3 separate regions of the Hordeum vulgare genome follow, and regions 2 and 3 are each linked to region 1. A link is a contact called in public Hi-C data. All regions are on one chromosome and are shown on one strand. Each heading gives the region's core, a stretch centred on a gene start, on an enhancer-like site or on the middle of the called end of the contact. The rest is flanking DNA. Distances are from core to core; before and after follow the strand shown. Region 1 holds the start of LOC123444362 (phosphatidylglycerophosphate phosphatase PTPMT2-like). Region 2 overlaps LOC123444359 (serine/threonine-protein phosphatase 7 long form homolog). Region 3 holds the start of LOC123444367 (glucan endo-1,3-beta-glucosidase 13).

Region 1 (2,700 bases), core at 150-2,649:
TGGCATGAACTTACGGTGGATAAAATCGATGGCTTGACAAATATCTTCGAGGGATGGTGCGAAGAGGTAGTCTCTTGTGGCAATCACAAGGTGATCAATCCCATGGGCCTGGAAAAAGAAGGTGCGTTACTCATCAGTACATATTTGTTTTGCTATAATTGAAAAAAAAACAGTAGAATGATGGGGGATGCCTGCAAATCAACCACAATATGGATGGAATTGCACTTATTAATTCAAATTCAAAATGCAAATAAAATCACACAACAATGGAATCAACTAATGTAAAATTTACCTGGTACAAGGACATTGGCACCAGAGTCTCATAAGGCTCATTCAATGTTACAACTCCCTGAACTCCAAGTTGCTTCAAACGTGGAACATCACTTGGGAAAGGAACGGCTCCTAGCAAAATACACTGCACATGGAGGTTGGACAAATTAGGCGGTCGGTCTTTGTAGCAGAGACAAGTCACAGTATACACATCAAAATACTAAAATGCGCAAAGCAAAAATCACAACACCTAAGAACAGCAATCAAGGCATGCTATCTAGGGATGCATGCGTCCTTTCAGCTTGGAGCGTCACTGCGCCAGAGGCAATCATGGAACCAGTCAAGCAGATGTAAACCTTATATAGAAGCCCCAAGTATAGATGGCACTACCCAAAAAGTATAGATGGCACCGAAAAATCCCTGATGAAAAACCGGTGCTCAAAAATCACACCCTTCACCAGTTTACAAAAGTGACATCCTATCATCCAATCCTATGAACGGCAGGTAGACCAATTTATCGAACAAGAATCGCTCAATACTACTCCATATGCATACACTATGGGCATATAATCCCAAACAAAGTACGTAATCAGGAAATCCGCTTAAAGGCAGGGTCAGCACCTGGTCGACGCGGTCCCACCACCGGAACTCGGCCTCGAATTGGTTGCGCAGGACGTTGTAGAGGAGCGTCGGGTAGAAGAGCACCCTGGCCCCGGCGCCGACGAGCGCGCGCTTGGCCCTCAGCCGCACGACCTCTCCGCCCCCGCCACCGGCGCAGGCCTCCTCCTGCTCCTCCCCCTCCACCGGCCTCCCGTCGCCGTCCCCCAGCTCGCGAATCCTCATGCGCCTCCCCTCCTCTCCCGAAACAGCCCGAGGCCCCGACCCTACGCGCCCGCCGGGACGCCTCCCGAAACCAGCAGATCCGCGGGGGGGCTTTGAGGGGGGAGGTTCGCGGATCGAGAGGCGTGGCGGCTCGGGCTTCTGCTCTGAGGAGGAGACGCGAGAAATGGGAAGAGTGTGGGCTGTGGGGACAAAACCTCAGGAGAAGGCTGCGGGGACGAAAACAGGTGGCGAGTCTGCTGAATCGGATCCAGGGGAGGTGGAGGGGGCTGATGGTCCGGGCTTTGGGTGGGTTGTTTGTTGGTTGGTGGGATTTATTGGTGGACAAAACGTGGGTGCGTTTATCTCCGCAGGTCCTTCCACGCTCGAGTAATTGCGCGTTTTCATCAGAAACAGTTCTGAGCAGCGTGCTCCTTTTCTTTCTTGGTAGTAGTAGGTGCAACAGATCTTCAAAGCTTTCTTCGTTACTCCATGTATGATGTGTGTTGTGTACACTCTAAAAGGACACAACTCCTATAAAAACATGTTATTTCCACAGAGCAATTACATGTATATTTGTAGTCTGGAGCGAAACCTTTGAAGGTGTTAACTTACGGAAAAAAAAGGCATTATCCTATCAAACGAGAAATGGTGCACTTGTAAACAATGCGAACAATTGGGCATGCTAAGCAAGCAATCTTCTTTTGACGAATTGTTTGCTTGAATGTCGCTAACAAGCTTATATGGTATTATCTTACCTGCAACTTTCATGATTTATTTTACCCAGAGCTTTTATGATTTTATTAACCGGGTGACAATTTCTTTTACAGGGATAATGGAGTGACGATAATTCTTCATATGTTCATTGACGAGCACGAGTCAAGAATAACACATCCACGAAAACATATAAAACTTCACACATCGGCGAGGAACAAGGCAAAGGGTTGTTGGTGACAAGGACTTGCATTTGACCTAGATCATATCCCCCATCAACGGAGCTATGGAAGCGTTCGGAAGAATGTAAAGTTGGCACCACAGAACGGATCATGACATTGCCTCACAGCTTACACAAGGCGCTCATGAACACTATACCAACCTAACCCGACTATATAAAAGTATAATATAACAAGAAAATAAAGACCAGTTCGAAAGCCACCTTGTAATAAACGGAGAGGGGCACGGAGACCATTACGGGAGAAGGAAAGGGTGCGGACGGGAAACCGCCTGCCTAATCGCGCACCAATAATCCCAGGCGCGGTGAAGCGCCCAGTCACCGCCCGAAACGGCCGGATTCTCGTCGGAGCCCAGCCGCGCGATTTCCCGCGTCCGGGAGCGAGAAAACGGCCGTTGGTTTTGGAGGGCCGTGGAACGAGTGGACCGCGGCGAGCTGGCGTCGTCAGTGGTGCTGGTGGGGCGTCACGCGGCTCGTATCGTACGCGTGCGCTGCCCCCTCGTCGCGCCGGCCGCCCGTTTCCTGCTTTGCTGTGGGCTCCACGTGGGCGGTGCCCGGTTGGACGCATCCTACTGTTCGATGATGCTGTGCGTGGGCGGTGGGCCCACGGCGGCTCGGGTCCTTGCGAGCGATCATGGCGTGTGTGGCCCATGTGCGTT
Region 2 (2,700 bases), core at 23-2,522, 290 kb after region 1:
CCTCGTAGAAGCAGCCTTCTCCTGGACTTGTTGAAGCTTTTCCCTGTCATCCACAATGGCCAGAACAGCCTCGGCCTTCTTGCGCACATTGAGCCCAACATCTTTTCCATTAGGCTCCACAAACTCAAATTTTGTGAGTTTCTTCACAAAGAAAACCAGCATCATGGCAAGGTAAATATTATACTCCAGAACGAAATATATATACACACACGGAAATATATACAACGGAATGAGCCACAACGGCACATACCGCAATCTGTGGGCTGTTGTCAATAATTTCCTCGACTGCGCGCTCAGTGGCATTAGCCAGAAGATACTCAGCCACAGCCAGGGCCTGCAAGTGAAACAAACATCCTGTCACCAAGGAACAACCCAGAGCAGACAAGGAGTGGACTCATCACAATTCTCAATTCCAATTCGAGCTCATCACCTTGTACAGGTGACGCCAGTTTGCGTCGGTGTTGCACAGCCGTTGCCACAGTACCTTCATGATCATCTGGCATTCGCCGCTGAAAGCAGAGAGAGCGACGACTCGATCAAAATGTGCACACACACAAAAAAATACTCAATACCCTCTATTTAAAGAGATCAAGTGATGAGGAGGATTCGAATTGGAGCGTTTTGCACTCACATATTCCTGGTGGCCCGTGCATGTCCGCCATGTCCGAACCGTGAGGCCCCCACGGCTCATCGCTGGTCGCGTCAAGAACCTGTTTATGCACAAAATTTCAGACAAGACAGCTACACCATGGACCTTCCTTCCTTCCCTACGGCCAAATTACACAGGCGGAGGAGAAGCACGATCAATCAAACCTTCTGCTCGATCTCTGGCACCTTGAGCACCTTGAGATTGACCTCTCTCTTTCTGGGAAACGGGGGACCGCGTCCGAGGTCAGCGCACAACAATCAAATCAAAACGAGAAAAGAAAAAAAGGAATCAGGGTCTTACATCTCCCGGACGGTGTGATCGAGCACCTTCATGATCCCATCCATGGCTGGGAAGAAGGCGAGAGCGAAGAAGAGAAAGGGGCGGGGGGCGGAGACTTGCGACCCTGCGGAGTTTTCTTCTCGCCGATGGCGTAGGAGCGATGGCGGTGGCGGTGGCGTGGCGACGCGAAGACGGAGACGGGGTCTGGAGAGGGGCGCCGCGGAAATAACGCCGCTGGCGGCAGTCAGCGCCCGGACCGGACCCTGTGTGGCGATCGCTGCACTGGACTTGTTCTGTGTGGCGGGCGATCGCTGCACTGGACTTGTGACTCGGACCGTCGTCCCTTGGGCTTGTTCACGTGTGCGGTATGAAAGCCCAATTGCTGGCGGCCCATATTTTCTTCTCCTACACATCTTCGCCTGAAGCTGATATTCAGACGATTCTCAAGAAATAAAAATATTTGCTATTCAGACGTGGAAGGTGTAAATACAGTCGCTGGATTAGACTTGGGACATTTGTTAACGAAGAGATATGCCAGCTAAATGACCCTCAAAAATAAACATGCCAGCTACAAAAGTACCTGCACGACTAATAAACAAATAATGGATTGAATCACTTAGCCAACATCAATAGGCTATATGTCAGGCTGCATAACAAACTGAATAATGTCAGCAAAAATGAAATGCCAATCACGGCAAACTCCGAAAGGCAGCATCAGCTACAATCTAATCCCTACATATGTGACATACAAAGCTGGAATTGGCGTCATGTCTCTCCTCTGACTTTGAGACAGATGAACTACGGGTGCGAGGAAGGAGCACCGTTACAACCGTTATTGTTTTCCTCCTCCACGTCCTCGTGTTCTGCAGTCGCGACATCGTCACCTTCCAGTTTGACATCGGCGCTCTCTTGTGGAGAGGGCGCAACATCGAAGCCATTATTTTCCTCACACGTGGACATGGGTTCGACCACCTGTACACCATTTTCCATTTCGGCAGGGTGTCCAGCTTGATCAACATCCTCGGTGTGCTGTGGAATAGCAAAGTCTGCTGCCTCACAGTTCTCAATCGCTAATGAAGCTGAGTCACAGTTTTCGTGCACTTCCAGTAGTAAACTGTCGACACAGTGGTTTACCTCGTCCATAGGTTCGAGGCCCAACGTAGCCTGCTCCATTGTGTGAAGGTCCTCATCTTCCTGATATTGACCCTCTTGATTGTCACATATGATGTTCTGGTCAGCTTCAAGCAAAAGCAAAGGCTCGTGATGGGCAGCAGCTGAGCCAGTAGCTGAATCAAAAGGCGGAGCCGCTGGGCCACCGCTTTCCTTGATCTCACCAAGATCACTGAGGACATCTTCAAAGCCATGCAGAAATTCAAAAACTAAGGCTTGTGTGGCCGTATCAGCTGCGGATGCCATGGCTGTCTTGGCCTTCTTCATCATACCATGCAGCTTATCAACCTACAGGAATGAATTCATCTTCAGTACTGACTCAGTATGCATGAACTATTTGGACAAGCTTCAATTCAAATCGTATTAGTATATAGAGAGAAATATTAGTTCAGTCAACTGTGGAATCTAATCATATAAATGTGATGAGTTAATTAGGTTTACCGCTTTGCGGATCATAGGAGATTTGGCTTTGTACTGAAGATCAGAGGAATCATCGGGTGGGGATAAAAGTCCTGCTTCAGCATCATCACCGGTTGATGGCACAAGATACCGCCGTGTAGCTCCAGAGTACCACTGCAGATACTCATCATAAGATGACAAAT
Region 3 (2,700 bases), core at 186-2,685, 430 kb before region 1:
CTTGTGTGGCCATCCCGTCTCGGTGATCATGATCTTGAGTGTCTTGAAGTTGAGAGCCATGAGCGCGAAGAAGATGGAATCGACCTGCGCATCAAACATGTTTGTGTAGACCAACCCAGTGTTGGGGTCAATCACGCCCTGGGACTGCGGCGAGAAGAGGGCGTAGTTCAGCGAGACATTGCTGGGCGAGTTCTGGTAGGCGTAGTAGGGATACAGATCGACCATGAAGGGCGCCTGGTTCTCCACGAGGAACTCCAGCATGGGCTTGAGGAAGTGCGCGTAGCTGCTGTTGAACGCCCCCGCGGACGGCGGGAACGAGCGGGAGAGCACCCCGAGCGAGTGCGTGCTGGAGATGGTGATCTTCTTGTGCAGGCCGACCTTCTTGAGGGCGGCCTGCACGTTGCGCATGGCCGGCACGACGAGGGAGGAGACGTTGATGGTGCTCTCGGTGATCTCGGCGCCGACGGTGATGTAGGTGATGGCGGTGGCCGGGTAGTAGGGGAGGATGCTGTTCTTGAGCCAGGTGTCGACGTTGGACTGGTACTGCGAGAAGGCGAGGAGGTCGGCGTTGGGGACGCCGACCATGAGCTCCACGCTGGTGTTGGCGAAGGCCTTGATGACGTCGACGTTGGCGTCGTAGATGCGCACGTACTTGATGGACTGCTGCTGGATGAGCTGCGCCACCTTGTCGGGCCCCGGCAGGTCGTCGGCGTTGCGGCCGTAGCAGATGCCGGTCTTGCCGCCGTGGCAATGCCCTGCAAGCGCAAAAACAGCCACACATCAGGATTCAGGAGCGCGCAATCTCTCTTATTTTAGCGCCCATTTATTTCCAGGATCCTTTAATCTATCTCATGCCAGGAAAACAATCAATCTACTCCCCCCAAAAGGTGATGGACATGGGGATTAGATGATTATATTTCCCCCCAAACGCCAAAAGAAGACATATATTCGTCGGACATCATCACGGTCACGGCACCATACGCACTGCAGGTAGCTAGCACTCAGCGGGAAGCAAAGCATCTAGCAGGCACTCGGCGCGCGGTTAACTGAGAGTTCACATTCCAAAAGGGCGAGTATTCAAGTACCAGCAAGAAGACGAGCCGGGGGAGCATATGGTTCAAGAACTCACCTATGAGCAGCAAGAAGAGGAACGCGGAGAACGCCGCCGCATGCCGCCGCGCCATTGGCGTCCCGACCCCGAGCTGTGCCTCCTCCTCCGCTATCCCCGCCGATAAGACCTTGGTCTGTGCTGGCTGCGCGGCCGGAGGGTGTGACCGTTGAGTGGAGTGAAGCAGAGGGGAGGAAGAGAGGAGAGAGGAGGACGGAGCGAGGGAGGCACGGGGTGATGCCTGACGCTGGCCACTGGGCGACTGGGCTCAGGCGGTGCAGCGGGGCAGTGCGTGGAATGGAGTGCGTGCGTGACTGTCGCTCGCGGCGGGCGGAAGCGGAAGCGGACGCGAGGGGGTGCCTTATAAAATTGGGTTGAGGGTGTTTAAACAAAGGGCGCACGGGTCCGGGATGGAGACGAGGGGAGGAATTTCCTCAGGGAAAAAAAGTAGCGACGAATGTTCGCTGGACCGGGACCACAAGGCTTAGGTTGAAGCGTGAGCTCACGGGGTCGTGGTAAAAAACGACCTTGAAACATTTGGTTTGTATTGAGTGAGGCCAACGCACGATCTCAGTCAAACACTCTCCGTTTTTCGTCTGCTTTCGTTTTATCTTTGATTTAAATTTAAAATCGTATTTGTATTGAAACGAACAACACGTGGACGGATGGGATACGTGTCTTCGTTCTCCCGAGGCCCATCCATCGGGGACATCATTGTCCCTCCTTTTAGAACATGTTACTTCATGTTTGATTTTGATAATTGATGATAATTTTTATGAATTAATGGTTGCTTTGAGTTATATTTAAAGGATTTTTTTCATAAACATTTTTTGAAGTCTATTTGGTAGTTTAAAGGAATTTATGTGATTACAAAAGGTGGTATTTAAGAATCCTCTATTACTAAATAGCTACAACTCACTACCTAATTTTCTTACCCATGCAATCATGACACATAAACAAGTATGCATGCAAGATATCAATAACATCTTTTGCATTACCCTACGCATGCATGCAATGGTGCCACATCATCTACTCATGCATATTAATCATAAATAGTTTCTTGCATTAGAGTTCATCCTTCATATTTTGTTAGAAATTACATTTTAACTATAATTTTCACTCTTTTTTATACACTTCGTATTTTATTGTTTTTGAGCTTACATTCACTTTTCATTAGTTTTAGATTTGTTATAACAACTATTTATTCATATTTTAACAATGTTTTCGCTGCAACGCGCGGGGCATCATCTAGTTTATCCAAAGATTGATCATGTGAGAGTTGGGTTTATTGCAAGCATGTCTTAAAGAAGAAGATTGTGTGAACATTCATGCTTACCTTCAAGACATCATCTTTATAAAGAGAAGATAAGTCTCAAGGTTCATCAAGACCAAGTCAAAGAGTGAATCAAGTTGACCAAGTCAAAGATAAGTCTCGATATACTAATCATTGTCCATTACACTTTGTGTACTAACTACTACCCATGTCTTCATGAGTTTTTTATGTGAGGTTGGTGAAAGTGCGTTATATCGACTAGAGGGGGTGAATAGGCGATTTTTATGAATTCGTCACTCGGGAATTTCCCTGTGAGGAA

Evidence for each region. Hi-C and Micro-C count contacts between places; a contact is called where the count stands out from the background.
Region 2: a Hi-C map of seedling shows a contact between it and region 1, with 5 times the contacts expected there. The contact joins the enhancer-like site here to the promoter of LOC123444362 in region 1. A contact is called at or near these places in 2 of 6 Hi-C or Micro-C datasets (leaf and seedling).
Region 3: a Hi-C map of seedling shows a contact between it and region 1, with 2.3 times the contacts expected there. The contact joins the promoter of LOC123444367 here to the promoter of LOC123444362 in region 1. A contact is called at or near these places in 1 of 6 Hi-C or Micro-C datasets (seedling) and 1 of 1 datasets of contacts at active chromatin or transcription factors (embryo).

The regions. Positions count from the first base shown.
Region 1 is chr3H:477,922,432-477,925,131 of MorexV3_pseudomolecules_assembly, reverse strand. LOC123444362 (phosphatidylglycerophosphate phosphatase PTPMT2-like) reads right to left here and starts at 1,399. Exons shown (of 6, transcript XM_045121052.1): 1 at 892-1,399; 2 at 293-415; 3 at 15-108. The coding sequence starts at 1,113.
Region 2 is chr3H:477,628,238-477,630,937 of MorexV3_pseudomolecules_assembly, reverse strand. LOC123444359 (serine/threonine-protein phosphatase 7 long form homolog) reads right to left here. Exons shown (of 4, transcript XM_045121050.1): 3 at 2,540-2,700; 4 at 1,518-2,386. The coding sequence ends at 1,727. It also overlaps the pseudogene LOC123444360. Among protein-coding and RNA genes, the nearest start is that of LOC123444359, 3.8 kb to the right of the region's middle. Within about 2 kb of position 1,272, at least 3 of the 3 cell types and tissues checked have open chromatin away from gene starts, as enhancers often do. A contact at or near this core is called in leaf and seedling, where this site is marked.
Region 3 is chr3H:478,352,691-478,355,390 of MorexV3_pseudomolecules_assembly, reverse strand. It overlaps LOC123444367 (glucan endo-1,3-beta-glucosidase 13), which reads right to left and starts at 1,435. Exons shown (of 5, transcript XM_045121060.1): 1 at 1,130-1,435; 2 at 1-755. The coding sequence starts at 1,184.